2 separate regions of the Mus musculus genome follow, and region 2 is linked to region 1. The links are chromatin contacts, called in public promoter capture Hi-C maps. All regions are on one chromosome and are shown on one strand. Each heading gives the region's core, a stretch centred on a gene start, on an enhancer-like site or on the middle of the called end of the contact. The rest is flanking DNA. Distances are from core to core; before and after follow the strand shown.

Region 1 (7,264 bases), core at 1,727-4,226:
GTATCCAGGGTCTCGTGACAAGAAAGGGCTTCTCTATACTCTCAGCATTTTGGGGGGCACTCCTTAGTTCCATCTAGAAGGAAAATGCTTTCCCAAAGGTCCCACAGTCTCATGGTCCTTCTGGAACAAACCTTAGGACAGTCAAGAGCGGTGGTTCTCAGCCTGTGTGTTGTGACACTTTTAGAGTCAAATGGCCCTTTAACAGGCATGGAGACACTGGTATTTATGTTACAACTCATAACAACAGAAAATTAGTCATGAAGCAACAATGCAATGATTTTATGGTTGGGGGTCACCACAACACAAGGAACTATATAAAAGGGTTTCAGTATTAGGAAGGTTGAGAACCACTGATCTAAAGCCAGGCATGGCTGTGCACAGCTATGATCCCAGTGCGTGCTTGGGAGGTGGAGGCAGGAGGACTGCTGTGATATCAAGGCCAGCCACAGGGAAAATAAGGCTGGCAGCAGTACAGTAAGCCAAGCTATGGTTACAAGGTAGGTCCCCTTCTGCCATTCTTTGGCAATAGTACTGCCTAGAACCATTCCTTACTTTCCACCTCACTCTTCTTGTTCCTTCACAAGGGCTTAGTACCCTTAGAACCATAAAAGGCTTTAGTGTTTCGTCTTAATCTTCCTCTCCATTTTCCTTAGATCGTTTAAGGGACTGACTGGAAGAATCTCTTACAACACTGGCTGCTCTTCCAGAACTGGGGTTCCCTCCACTCCTAGCATCCACAAGGTGGGTCACCACATCTGTAACTCTAGTTCCAGAGATCTGACACCTCCATGGGCATTACATGTACATAGTAACCAGGCACACAGTAGTCATAACACCCACATACACTAAATAAAACAAAAGTCAATACTATCTATTAAACAATTAGTTGGAGGAGGCCCTGGAAGTGGCTCAGGGGTAAAGCTGCTAGATGCATAAGCCTAAGCACCAGAACTCATTACAAGTCTGTCATTGTGGTATATATCTGTAATCCCAGAACTGCTACAGCAAGATGGGAGGAAACAAGAGTCACCAGCAGCTCATAAGCTGTAAGTATGCAGCACAGCAGCAGAAACAAGAATCATCAATTTAGGTAAAACCCAAATGTGATGGTCTGGGACCCTTTGATAAAAGGTTTGCTACTTGTTTTGGCCAATGCTGGGCCACTGGTCATATCAGCAGCAATGATGCATATTTTACTGCAGCACATATGACTCATGGATTTATGCCTCAGCTCTGGTCTTCGCCGACCAAATCAATTTCAAGCGCTAGGGGTCAGGGAGCATGGACATGCTTCTGTAGGGACTCCTTCGGAGGAGAAGCTGTAATTTGGTAGCAGAGGGAGGACCTTACAGGTTTCCAAGTCTGTCTGGCATCTACGCATAGGAAGAAGCTGCAAAAGGCAGACAAAGGATTGACACTAAAAAGCAAAACTTAACGAGTGTGCTGATGCCAAACGCACAGGATTCTGTCTTGGAAGTTGACATTGCTCACTAACAACTCAGGTTTATCACAGGGGAACAGGGGAGGTATCTGACGCTGTCGGGGATAAAGGGTGATGCAGGAGGATTACAGGCAGACCTTTAAGAGACTCTCCTGCCTAAAGTACTCAGGTCGTCCCATCTTTGGTACTGTGTACATCAATTGCCCTTTTCCAGCACCAAGTACATTCGGGAGAACTAAAAATGCCCCCAACGAACAGGTTCCAACAGGAACGAAGGATTCTGTCTTTCCACATGCGGGAACGTAAACGACCACAATGCCAGGCAGGGCGTCACTTGGCCCAACCTAAAGACCCTCACGCTGCCTCTGTGCGCCTAGAAGCTCGCGCCTTCACTTCCGCACCTCCCAGGGCGATGTAACCCGGCCTTATGGTAGAGGTACAGAGCTCAACACACACTCGGTTCCGAAAACCCAAGCCTCCATTACGGGGAACAGGCTGAACAAGAGGTCTGTGGTCCCAAGCACCATGAGATCCATGGTTTCCAGGCCCAGCGGCATCGCGAGCCCCATTCGGCTCTCGCCAACAGCTTCAGTTTTGGATCAAGGCCGCCTCCGGCCGGGGAGCGGAAACGAGCCACTGTAGACACTCCGCATGGCGGGCCAGGGCCGCAGGGTCGTGGATGGCAGCGGATGCGCGGAGAGACACTCACCATCATCTTGGAAGCGGCTTCAGGTACCCGCAACTCGTCAGTTGTCCGCCTCGGGGCCGCCCACCCAAGCCCACAATGCTCCGCGCCGGAGAAATGCCCAGAAGCTTCTGGCGAGACGTTAGCCCGGGAGAGGAAGGGGCCGGACCACTTCCGCCACTCTATGGTTAGCTCCCGAGGTAGCCGGCTAGAGGAGTCGGAGGTCCAGGGACGCTCTAGGAACTCGCGTTAGCTTTGGCGGGGGTCATCGAGTCTCGCAGTGCTTTTGGTTTGTAAGGTGCGGTAAGGTCCCGCCTCAGCCCGCGCTCCCAGACGCCATGGTAGACGTGCAATGAGCTATCAGTACTGAACACCGGCTAGGAGAAGCACCTTAGGTGAGTGATCTCACTGCACCTGCTCAGCTCCGTGGCGAGGGAGCTCCGTGAGTTTCACAGGTAGCTTGGGAAGTTGGGAACAGTGTCCCGGGTCACAGGTGCGCGGCCCGCTCGGGCGCAGGAAATTTGCTCGGGTCGGCTTCTAGCTCTGTAGCGCCCCTTATCGGCCGAGGCGGCGCCGTGCCGCCTGCCCCTTCGCGCGAGGCCCGTCTCTGCCTGGGGAGGAGAGCCGTGGATCCCGCGCAACCCCGCGAGCCGCCCACCGCAGGTTCCGGGAGGCGCGTCTATAAGGAGGAGTGCGGGGGCGGGGCCGCGAACTGCAGTTGCTATTAAGAGTTTTGGCCAATCAGCGCCCGGTTCCACTTCTCCTGGCCAATAGGAAGTGGCCTAGGGCGCAGAGGAGGAAAGTGCGGCCACACGAACAGGCGTGGCGGCCAATCAGCCGCTGGCCTCCGTTCTGTGCTCCAACCGGCGCGGAGAGCGGGCCTGAGGGAGGCCGTGGCAGCTGTCAGGCTAAAGTCGGGCGAGGGATCGCGGCGGGACGGCGGCGGCGGCGGCGGCGGGACGGGCCCTGGAGATGAGCCGTGGCGCCGCGGGCTGGTGCTGTCTCGTGCTCTGGCTGCCCACGTGCGTCGCGGCCCACGGTGAGCGGCGACGGACAGGCGGGCGGGGCGGGAATCCAGCGTGCGCGCTTCCCGGGCTGGGGGCCACGGGTCACCTTGGGGACCCCGCGAGTTTGGGCCGCCCAGATCCAGGGACTAGACGGCTGCAGCGGGTGGATGCTGGTTCCCGGGTCAGTGAGTAGGCACAACCTGACAACCCCACCCCTCCCCGTCGAAACAAGAGCTTTCAGCTTTCCTCCCACTGAAGGCGACCCTGGTGACAGCTAGAGATCCAGAACGGAGGATGTGAGCGTTCTTATAGGCAGGAACACACATATGGGCTCACACGCACAGGCACCCACTTACACAACTCGAACATAAATGTACACACCTACGCGTTAAGTGAACACATGCATATACCCGAAGCTTATTAGATAAGCACATCAAATGCCAGACAGGGGTGTGCTTGTGGAAAGGGTTGCCTGGTGTTAATCCAGAAGGCTTCCTGGGGGGGGGGGGGGGTTATCCATCTGATGAAGTGTACCTACACTCAGGACAAAAAGCTGCAAGCCCCCTTAGCTCTGTCTGAGCTGTAATTTGGACCATAGACAGGATCAATTATAGACACAGCAATTGGATTGACTAACAGACCTGAGCTTCCATCCATCAACATTTACTTGCCTTTCTGGCAAGTTTAAAGAATCCAGGGACTCAAATCCAACTGAGAAAAAATATCCTAGCAAAGCTCTCGTGGTTTTTTTGGCCATTCTCTTGTTCAGGACAGCAGAGCTGGGCAGAGTTCTTTGTTTAGTAACCTTTACTGAGCAGCCACTGTGTCCTAGGCACTGGAGATTCATCTCTGTATAAAGCCACATACTTAAGGCTGGAGAGGTGGTTCAGTGGTTAAGAGCACTGACTGCTCTTCCAGAGGTCCTGAGTTCAAGTCCCAGCAACCACATGGTGGCTCACAACCATTTGTAATGGGGATCTGATGCCCTCTTCTGGTGTGTCTGAAGAGAGAGAGACCGTGTATTCACATAAAATAAATAAGTCTTTTTTAAAAAGCCACATACTTAGAATCACTGCTGCGATGAAAGAAGCTGACATAGAATATTATGAATCCACCATAATTACAGAGGAAGTATTAGCTGGGAGAAAGTATATTTTGAATGGGTGGAGGAAGGATAAGGCAGCATCTTTCTGAGAAATGACAGGTAAACTTTTAGGAAGACCCAAAAAGATAAAGACACTGAAAAGCCAGTACAGCTTTAACATGGGAAAGAGGAAACAAGAGTGGAGTGGGTATAGGAGTCAAATCAGGCAGGGCTTTCTACACCACAGCCAACAGCAGCATACACTTTAGTAGGTGAAGGGGACATTGAAGCTCTTGCAGTGGGGCAGGTGGACAGAGGCAGAGAGCTGGACAGACAGCTTGGCAGTTAGGAATACTAGTTGTGCCCGGCAGTGGTGGTGCACGCCTTTAATCCCAGCACTTGGGAGGCAGAGGCAGGCGGATCTTTTGAGTTCGAGGCCAACTTGGTCTACAAAGTGAGTTCCAGGACAGCCAGGGCTATACAGAGAGACCCTGTCTCGAGGAAAAAAAAAAAAAAAGGAATACTAGTTGTTCTTCCATAGGTCCCAGCTCACCACTGTCTGTCCCTCCATTTCTGGGGAGCTGATACCCTCTTACAGACTCGGCTAGCACCAGGCACACACATGGTGCATGAACATATATGCAGCCAAAGCACACATATACATAAAATTTAAATTAAAAATACAAAAAAAATGAAGGCAGATGAGAAGCTGAGGCAGGAGGATTGCTTGAGCCTAGAAGGTTGAAAACCAGTCTGGGCCACATAGCAAAACCCCCATCTGAAAAAGAAGACATGGAAGCAAGGCTAGATAGGTTGGGTCAGGACAAGAGATGACAGTGACTGATCTAGAAGATGTTGGTGAGACCAGAGCAAACTTGTAAGTTTTGGTTAGAAACTTGGGGGCTTCCCTGTCCACTCTGAAACTCTTAGGGCTTCTTCAGGTAAGAGGTGGATGTCAACCCAAGAGCTCCAGGTCTTTGTGGCTCACCTGCTGTGGCAGCAGCAGCAACAAATACAAATCTCCTGCATCCGGTCTGCCTTCCAGTGCAGAAACCAGCTCTCCAGCTGGGCATGGTGATGCATGCCTGTAACCATCATGTTTGGGAGGCAGTCAGGAGGAAGGATTCAAGGCCCACCAAGGAAACAAAACTAGTCCAAAGCCAGCCTGGGCAGTATGAGACCATTAAAAAAAAAAGAGGATTCCTGAGTATGATGGCACACACCTTTAATTCCAGCACTAAGGGTGAGGGTCGGGGCTATCAAAGGCTAGTCAGGGCTACATAGCGAGACTCTGAAAAAATAAGTTAAAATTAAAAACAAAAGTCACGCTCCCTAAGGATTCAGTCAGCTGATGCCAGGGTCTCTGGCCCCAGACCATAGCCCACCCAGTTGAAGACATAAAAGAAGTCCATACTCCAAACCTGAATCAGCCTATTCAGAGAGGCCTTCATCTACACTCTTTCCTTTAGGCTTACGCATCCATGACTACTTATACTTCCAAGTGCTGAGTCCTGGGGATATTCGATACATCTTCACAGCCACACCTGCCAAGGACTTTGGTGGGATATTTGTAAGTTCAAAGATGCCCAGATCTCTGATCTTCAGTCACCTTCTTGCCATCATTTAGTATGGTGGCCCTCTTCCCACTTTTATGCTGGAACAGGGCAAGAAGTAGAATCTAGCTCTGCCTCCCAGGAGCTCCTGCATACTATAAAAACCAGGGAGGGGCTGCCTTTATTAAAAAACCAAGGGCCAACTACCTACTGTCAGTTCTACCTACTTCCCCCTGTCCCTGGGTTATAACCAGCTCCCCTCTCAGAAAGGCACAGGGTGAGGTTGAGTGGTCAGGTGGGACTTTGTGAGAATCAGATTAAAATGCTCAGGTGCTCAGCCACAGAGAAACCACTCCATTTCCTTCCTTCACTCGTTATGAGGCACCAATAGATGTTATTAGCCCATTCCAAAAAGTGTTTTCCTACACTCTTATTTGTCCAAACGTCTAAACGTTTTTTCAGCACACACGGTATGAGCAGATTCACCTCGTCCCTGCTGAACCTCCAGAGGCCTGCGGGGAACTCAGCAACGGCTTCTTTATCCAGGACCAGATCGCTCTGGTGGAAAGGGGGTAAGGAGTGGGCCGGCGTGACACAGGGGAAGGGCAGATTCTGACTACAGCTTATGGTACTTTGAAATGTAGACTTTTAAATAATTCATCCTTTACAAATCTTTAAGAAATGTCTTGTCTACTTTCAGCTATGTACCGATGAACCTCAATACAAGTTCTCTATGGTCCTTTCAGCCTCCCAGAGAGGGTGTAAGGGAGGGGCAGCTAGCACCTGCCTGACTTTTGATCTCATCACCACCTCTTCCAGGGGCTGCTCCTTCCTCTCTAAGACCAGGGTGGTACAGGAGCATGGTGGGCGGGCTGTGATCATCTCGGACAATGCAGTTGACAATGACAGTTTCTACGTGGAGATGATCCAGGATAGTACTCAACGCACAGCTGACATTCCTGCCCTCTTCCTGCTCGGCCGAGATGGGTGAGGGCTCTTTGCTTCTGGCTGGCCATGCTGCACTGGGTGTTGTGACTTGGTGGGGGTCAAAAACAATCACCAGTACCCTCTCACAAGCCCTATCTTGAATATCCCAGTCAGAGGGCAAAAAAGTTCTGAGTTTCTGGAACTCCCAGCATAACTGGGGCAGAGGGCAGTGTTGGGTGCTGAGAAAGTGACCAACGCTATACTGCTCTTCATGCCCTCCCAGCTACATGATCCGCCGTTCTCTGGAACAGCACGGGCTACCATGGGCCATCATCTCTATCCCAGTCAATGTCACCAGTATCCCCACCTTTGAGCTACTGCAACCTCCGTGGACTTTCTGGTAGAAAAGCTGACTCCAGGTTCCAGTGACAAGTGACTCATGGGAAGAGGAAACCCAAGATTCTGCTATTTGGAGTTTGGAGATAGATTCTGAGGACAAGTGGAACCAGAGAGGACAGGGAACCCCTCCTCCTGGCTTTCCCTTCCCCAGGGCCTCAAGGACATCTC
Region 2 (7,264 bases), core at 1,860-4,359, 3.1 Mb before region 1:
AAAGTGGAGAGGAGACCCAGCGGCAGGATGAGGTCCGAGGGGATCAGGGCTTTGGGTGTGCACATGTGGGGGTCCGAGGACAACTCTGTGATGTGGGGGGTCAGGGCTTTGGGTGTGCACTCGTGGAGGTCTGAAGACAGCCCTGTGATGTGGAGTCAGGGCTTCAGGTGTGCACACGTGGAGGTCCAAGGAAAACTCTGTGGAGCTGGATGTGGGGATCAGGGCTTTGGGTGTGCACATGTGGAGGTCCGAGGACAACTCTGTGATGTGGGGATCAGGGCTTTGGGTGTGCACTCGTGGAGGTCTGAAGACAGCCCTGTGATGTGGAGTCAGGGCTTCAGGTGTGCACACGTGGAGGTCCAAGGAAAACTCTGTGGAGCTGGATGTGGGGATCAGGGCTTTGGGTGTGCACACGTCGGGGTCCGAGGACAACTCTGTGATGTGGGGATCAGGGCTTCGGGTGTGCACACGTGGGGGTCTGAGGGGATCAGGGCTTCGGGTGTGCACACGTGGGGCTCTGAGGGGATCAGGGCTTCGGGTGTGCACACGTGGGGCTCTGAGGGGATCAGGGCTTCGGGTGTGCACACGTGGGGGTCTGAGGGGATCAGGGCTTCGGGTGTGCACACGTGGGGGTCCGAGGACAGCTCTTTGGAGCTGGTTTTCTTTCTCCTCCTCCCCTTGTGTGGGTTCCAGGATTGAATTCAGACATCAGGCTGTATGGGGACACTTCAGGTCTGCCTGGGGACAGCTCACTGGCCCTGGCCTGTCTTTTCCTTCCCATAGTAACATATTGGGAACTCTTTCTTGTTTACAGGTTTTGTTTGGAGACAGTGTCTTATAGCCCAGGCTGTCCTTCAACTACTGACCCTCTTCCCTCACCCTGGGACTACAGGCCTAAGTCACCAGGTCAGACTTAGGGAGTCTTTGTTCGTGAAATATTTGATGTATGAAACTTATGTTCTTAGATTTTCTCCTCATTGATGATTAAAACGTCACTCGACCCACAAGCTTTAATAGTATGTTGAAGAGACATACAAACGTGTAGCAATGTAATCTTTGTGGTAGGTGTTATGTTTGGGAGCACTGAGCCTGGGACCTCACACATCAGACAAGGAGTTTGCCGACACGCGAGTTAGTCTCAGCTCTACTCTCACTTTTCTTCTTTTTAAATCTTATGTGCATTGGTGTTCTGCCTCTGTGTATAACTGTGTGAGGTGTCAGATCACCTGGAACTGAAGTTACCGATGGGGATTGGGGGGATGGAGGTGTGGGGCCTGGAGAGATGGCTCAGCAGGTAAGAGCGCTGACTGCTCTTCCAAAGGTCCAACAACCACATGGTGGCTCACAACCATCCATAATGAGATCTGATGCCCATACTCATTATATATATTAAGTAAATAAACCTTTAAAAAAGAAAAGAAGAAATTACAGACGGCTGTGAGCTGTGCTGAGTGTGTGTGCTGGGACTTGAACCTGGGTCGTCCTAACTGCTGAGCCACCTCTCTGGCCACCTACTTTCACTTTTCAACAAAACTTTTGTACTCAACTTTTTATAGCCTATGCCAACATAAGATGCTCCAATTTTTATTCCAGAACTTCGTTTTGTAAAATACAGATTTTGTGAGTATCAAACCAAGTGGAGGTCTGGAATCCATTACTATTTTAACTTCTTCATTGTCCTGAAGACTAAGACAATTCATGTTTATTGCATTTTAAAATACCATTGTCAGGGGTTCAGAGAGATGGCTCAGCGGTTAAGATCGCTTGCTTTTCTTCCAGAGGACCTGAGTTCAGTTCTCAATACCCATGACAGGTGGCTCCCTCTTCTACCTTCAAAGGGCACCTGTTATCATACTTACGTGAGCACAGAAACAATAAAAATAAATCTCAAAGAAATACTTAATCAAAACTTCATTTAGATTTTATTGTCTCTTTAGGCATCTGTCTCTAATATTTAATAATTAAATCTTTAAAATGTGTACATGCAAAAACACTGCACCTCTGTTTCAAAAACCTCACATTGTGGCCTGCTGTGGTGGCACATGCACGGCTAGTCCCAGCACTCAGAGCAGTCAGGTGGGATCTCTGTGAATCTGAAGCCAGCCTAGTCTACATAGTGGTATCGAGGGCTACCTAGAGACCTAGCTTAAAGAATCGAAAACAAAAACCTCACATTGTGCTAAGTATATTGACTTAGTGCTTTCCCCTAAACCCATCTATATTTGTGTACGCACATGCAACTTAATGCCAAATTAAATATAAATGTCCTATCAATGACATGGGGCTGGCTGTCTAGAATGTTTCTAAGGACGTGGCCACAGCAAACCTCTCCGTTGAAGTCAGGACTTGGCTGCATGAAACTCAGCACTCAGGGTGCACAGCAAGAAGTCGATTTCAGACAGCACACAGCACTGAGATCAGAGATCCCACTAAAGAGTAAGTTTCATGTTGCCCCACCTTGCCCAGTCCCCTTCGCACACCCTTTCCTCCAGCCCAGATGTATTCTTTTCCCTGAAGATATGGGGCTGCAAGGCTTGGCTCGGTTTCTTCATCTCTCCTAACTCTCCAGTTCCAAAGGCCTTCTTGGAATGCGCTGCGCCAAAGCCCACCCAGAGCCGCCAGACCCGGCCTTTGCCGAACGTCCTCAAATGCATGAGCTCAGACATCCTTGGAGGCAGCCTACAGCACCCAGGAGGGTATTGTAGGGTAGGGTAAGCCATGCAGGGTAGGATTCAGCACACTGCTGCTCTGTCGTGCGTGACGAGCAGCAGCTGAGGCCTACTGGGTCGCGACATGCTATCACTGGTACTGAGGGCCACCGACACGGAAAGCCGAATCGCCTGCTTCGTAGGGCCAACACCACCACGAAGCGTCCACTAGTAACAAGGGCTGATTTGGCCCTCACTTCCGGGAGAGTCTGCGCAGCTGCACACGCCCAGTTCCGGTGTGGCCCGACAGTCGTCTTCCCGACAGCCTCTCTGCTCCTGCTGCATGCCGGGAGTTGTGGTCTTGGCGCAGGCGGCGCGGCGGGCGCGCGTGGCAGGAAGCGGAAGCGGCCGGTGGCCCATCCCCGGCCCCGCCTCGCCGCGCCGCTCGCCGCCGGGCTATCACTGACGTGTCTCTCGGTCGAGGAAGCGCGCTCCGGAGCTAGCAGCGCCTCCTCACTCGAAGTGGAGCGCAGTCGGGGCCGGGCGTGTAGTCGGATCAGCCGCCGCCATGGCGAGTGAGTTTCCTGGGGGCCACCCCGGCGCAGCCAGGATGCGTCGCCTTTCCCCGTTTGGGCGCTCGCCCGCCGTGCTTCCCGATCCTGGCGGAACGCGGCCTGCCTGGGGGACTCGTTCCCGCGCCCCTAGACCGAGCCTTCTGGGTCCCCGCACGCCCACGCCCGGCTCTCATCGTGCCGGGCTCCCTCAGGTGCCCTCAAGTTACTCCGTACCTAACTCCTTCTCTTTCTGTTTCTTCCATCAAAGTCAAATTTCTGGAAGTCATCAAGCCATTCTGTGTCATCTTGCCGGAAATTCAGAAGCCAGAGAGAAAGGTAAGTCCCCAGATGGTGGTCAAAGAAGACTTGCAAAATTGGGCGCTGGGAGTTTACAGTACAATTAAAAATGGCCTCAGCACACCGAGTGAAAACTGCCCCTCTGGAGTGTAGCTGTGTGTGCTGGGATACTCACGGGAGCCGTTGAAAGGTGACCCGGTTGTGTGGGAATTCTCCCAACACCTTGTCTCGTTAGGAGCATCTTTAGTGGATAGTGGTTAACAAAGCCTCAGGTTTGCCTAGTCCGAAAGTGGGTCTGAGCAGTGATTGATTAAGACCTCAGTTAGGATCCCAGATTGAGTTACCCTCCGTTCTTCACCTCCAGCAGGAGCAGATGATGGGGTGTTTGTTTCGTGTGGGAGGTGACTTCGGTATCTGGTTTCCAAAGGAAAAATCGAGTCGTGTAATCGATATGAACGTGTTTGTGGTTTTTATTTGAATGTATGCTGCCCCAGCATCGAGTTTACATGCACTAGTGAAGTCTGCTGCCATTGACAGCAGGTGCTCTAAAACAAGGAAGGAGAGAACTGTAGCACCTTAATGCTTAATGTGAATCTTAATCAGAATTTCTGTGGCAGGCAGCTTCGGCCCAAGAATAAATGTTCCTAGTGTGAGAGTGCCCGGTGAAGGAAAGTCCAGGCCCATGGGCTCAGAAAACAGTAAATCTACTTTGTGTTCCTGGTTTGGTTTTTGGTGTTTTTTTTGGTTTTGGTTTTGGGGTTTTTTTTGTTTTGTTTTGTTTTTTTTGGTATTTTGGGTTTTTTTTTTTTTTTCAGACTGTCATATATTCACATCTGGCATTTGTAGTTGGCATTCACATGGATACTTTGTGCTTCTAATTTAGTTTTTACTTTCCATAGTTCTATGCAAATGCCTTGCAGTACCCTTGCTGCCTTTGCCAGGATGATGTTCAGAACTTTATCTGTTCCACCTCAGTGCAGAGATTCTGGCTCGAGGGCCAAGAAACCCAAGTCCCACGCTTTACATTCTTTCTTCATAGACCTGTGACCTTGGCCTGGCAGAACAAGGGAGATGGGAAATATATAATATAGTGCCTGTGGATGGTAGGTAGGTTGTAAATGTAAAGGTTCCGGTGAGTCAGGTGGGCAGATAAGTGGCCTTGGCAGTAGGGGAGGGGCCTGGAGTGTGACTTGGGAGCCGTGCAGGAAAGGGGGCAAATCATGGTACTGAATGAGTGTGAGTTTGCAGCTGCTTCAGAGGCAGATGATTTAGGACTTAGATGAAAAGCTTTGGATGTTTTGCTTTTAAATTGACCAGGAGACGAGGCTTGCTCATTTAAAGTAGTCTTGAAAAATGTGTATCCTTTTTGTTTTCTAACAGTTTCATTACCTGGGCTGGGAAAGTGGCTAGCGGCAGGCATGAGGCCCTGTGTCTGGTGTCCATCATCAGCACAGTAGATAGTCCGTGTACACATTCACTCCACTGCTTGCCTCTGATTCCTGTGGAATGGTGTTGCTTCCCCCTCGTTAGGTGCTGAGTTCTTGTGTGATAAGATGGCACGTTGGAAAGGCTGTGTTCTTGAGAGAAAGAGGAGGAATGTGAGCTCCCCAGCTGCCTCTGCAGGGTCTGAACTTCAAATTCACACCACCCATGGGGTCCAATTCTGTGTCTTTCCAGGAGTGACTAGACCCAGAGGACTTCAGGTTCTGACCTGACAGTTTGCACGAGCCAGTGCTTGTTGGAGCCCACCCGCCTGCTTCCCCGTCTGTCCTTCCTTCCTTCTTTCCTTCCTTCCTTGGTTTCTTTCTTTCTCTCTCTCTCTCTCTCTCTCTCTCTCTCTTTCTTTCTTTCTTTCTTCCTTTCTTGGTTTCTTTCTCTTTCTTTCTTTCTTTCTTTCTTTCTTTCTTTCTTTCTTTCTTTTTTTTTCTTTTTGGCTTTACATTCACTTAACATCGTAGGTCTTTAGCTGTCTGTCAGACCTGTCTCAGCCTGTGTGGTGTTGGGTCAGGCACTCCTAAGGTGCTCTCCCTACCTAGTGACAGAGCTCTCTTGCACAGGAGGAGCCCAGAGGTTTCTGATCAGGCTAGAGAGTAAAGTGATTTGTGTTGACTGTTTAACTTGCTCGGTTTGTTACCTTTCTGATTGTTGTGACAGCTTTCCTGACAAAAGAAATGGAAGGAAGGAAGGCTTGTGTTTGGGCCCACTGTTTGCGACAGCGAGGACGTGAGGCGCGTTGGTCAGACTGCACTCCCTGTCAGGAAGCAGGGACACGAGCACTGGTGCTCAGGTCACTCTCCTTTTCATTCAGCTCTGGATCCCAGCGGGTGGCTTGCTGCCTCCCACATTTAAGCTGGGTCTTCCCACTTTCATTAACTCAGTCCAGAAACTCCACCACAGTCAGACCTGAGCTGTTTACTTCCCTGGTGATTCTGAATCCTATGAAGTTGACAGTCAAGGTTCACCATCAGACCTATACCTGGGAAGGGATGACGGGAAGCCATCTTGAGTCTCAGCTGTTACTGTGGATGGTTAAGAGCACAGCTTTGGCTCAGATTCACTTGTGCTGCAGGATTTGAGACAGATTAAACTTTCTTGGTTACTTTGCTCATTGTCACATGAAGATAATCTGTGAAGTGAGAGGCTTCTCTGAAGTGAAGACCCACATAGGTCTGTGTATCATGTCTTGGACAGAGAAACACGATGTGTGCTACTTAATGTTACGGTGCTGTGTTTGGTACACTTTTGAGCAGCCTCTGAGAAATGGGGAATGTGATCTTGTTTGGCTTCATCTGTGTTTGTTTGCCTGTGTGATGCCATTGCTTTCATTCCTTGCCTTCCAGATTCAGTTTAAGGAGAAAGTTCTGTGGACAGCCATCACCCTCTTCATCTTCTTAGTATGCTGTCAGGTAAGCTCTGCTCAGGCGGCGTTAGGGGTGAGTGAGCTGAGGACACACGCGTGATGCAGCTCTCCCTCCGCCTGTTTCTAGATCCCCCTGTTTGGCATCATGTCTTCAGACTCAGCTGACCCGTTCTACTGGATGCGAGTGATTCTGGCCTCTAACAGAGGTAGGACTCTGCTTATGCGGCCCTGCCCTGTGGTTTGGGGATGAAAAGCCTGGTTACTTCCCTGACAGGATTTGGCTTTATATGGAGCTCAGAAAGTTTGTGAAGATGTGTAGCTAGAGGATGTTGGTGTGGGAAAGTAACCCAGCGTTCTCTGATGAATGCACCCTGTGGGTCTGTATGCAGTACAGAACCTGTAACAACAAGATAAGGCAGCATTGTGGAAAATTGTTTAAAACGTGGGAGAATTGGAATACCTAAAGTGATAACATTCTTTAGAAGGTGTAATTTGTTTCTCAGCTGAATCTCATTTCATATCTGTAGGTTACAGTGTCTGCCCACCCCACTTCAACCCCCAATTTATTTATTTATTGTGAGCCCTAGACCATTTACCTACCTATGGGCGGATTTTGAGTATATATGTCCATACTGCATTTGATTAACTCAATTTAAAAATACAGTGCACATTAAGTTGGAAATCAGAACTATGACTGGATTTAGCATAATGGAAGGTGGGAGTTTGTTCACAGCCAGATATGGTTGTACTGGCCCCTTTCCAGACTCTGGGAATGCCTCCAGTGTTATCCTTTCTTACTAACTGATGGGGAGACCGGCCTCTCTTATCTCCATGAGGCTAGAGTAAATCTGTTGCTGAATTGAAATGCGCCAGTCTGAATAACATGTGACTGCCTGGACAGAATG

What was found. Promoter capture Hi-C pulls out the DNA fragments that hold promoters and counts their contacts.
Region 2: a promoter capture Hi-C map of pre-B cells shows a contact between it and region 1. The contact joins the promoter of Sec61a1 here to the promoter of Pradc1 in region 1. A contact is called at or near these places in 2 of 39 promoter capture datasets (liver and pre-B cells) and 2 of 484 Hi-C or Micro-C datasets (CD4 T cells and CD8 T cells).

The regions. Positions count from the first base shown.
Region 1 is chr6:85,447,014-85,454,277 of GRCm38.p6, reverse strand. Pradc1 (protease-associated domain containing 1) reads left to right here and starts at 2,976. Exons shown (of 5, transcript NM_001163427.1): 1 at 2,976-3,165; 2 at 5,687-5,787; 3 at 6,233-6,342; 4 at 6,590-6,757; 5 at 6,981-7,264. The coding sequence starts at 3,099. The coding sequence ends at 7,101. It overlaps Cct7 (chaperonin containing Tcp1, subunit 7 (eta)), which reads right to left and starts at 2,773. Exons shown (of 12, transcript NM_007638.4): 1 at 2,151-2,773. The coding sequence starts at 2,156.
Region 2 is chr6:88,514,645-88,521,908 of GRCm38.p6, reverse strand. It overlaps Sec61a1 (Sec61 alpha 1 subunit (S. cerevisiae)), which reads left to right and starts at 3,109. Exons shown (of 12, transcript NM_016906.4): 1 at 3,109-3,223; 2 at 3,471-3,538; 3 at 6,340-6,405; 4 at 6,487-6,565. The coding sequence starts at 3,217.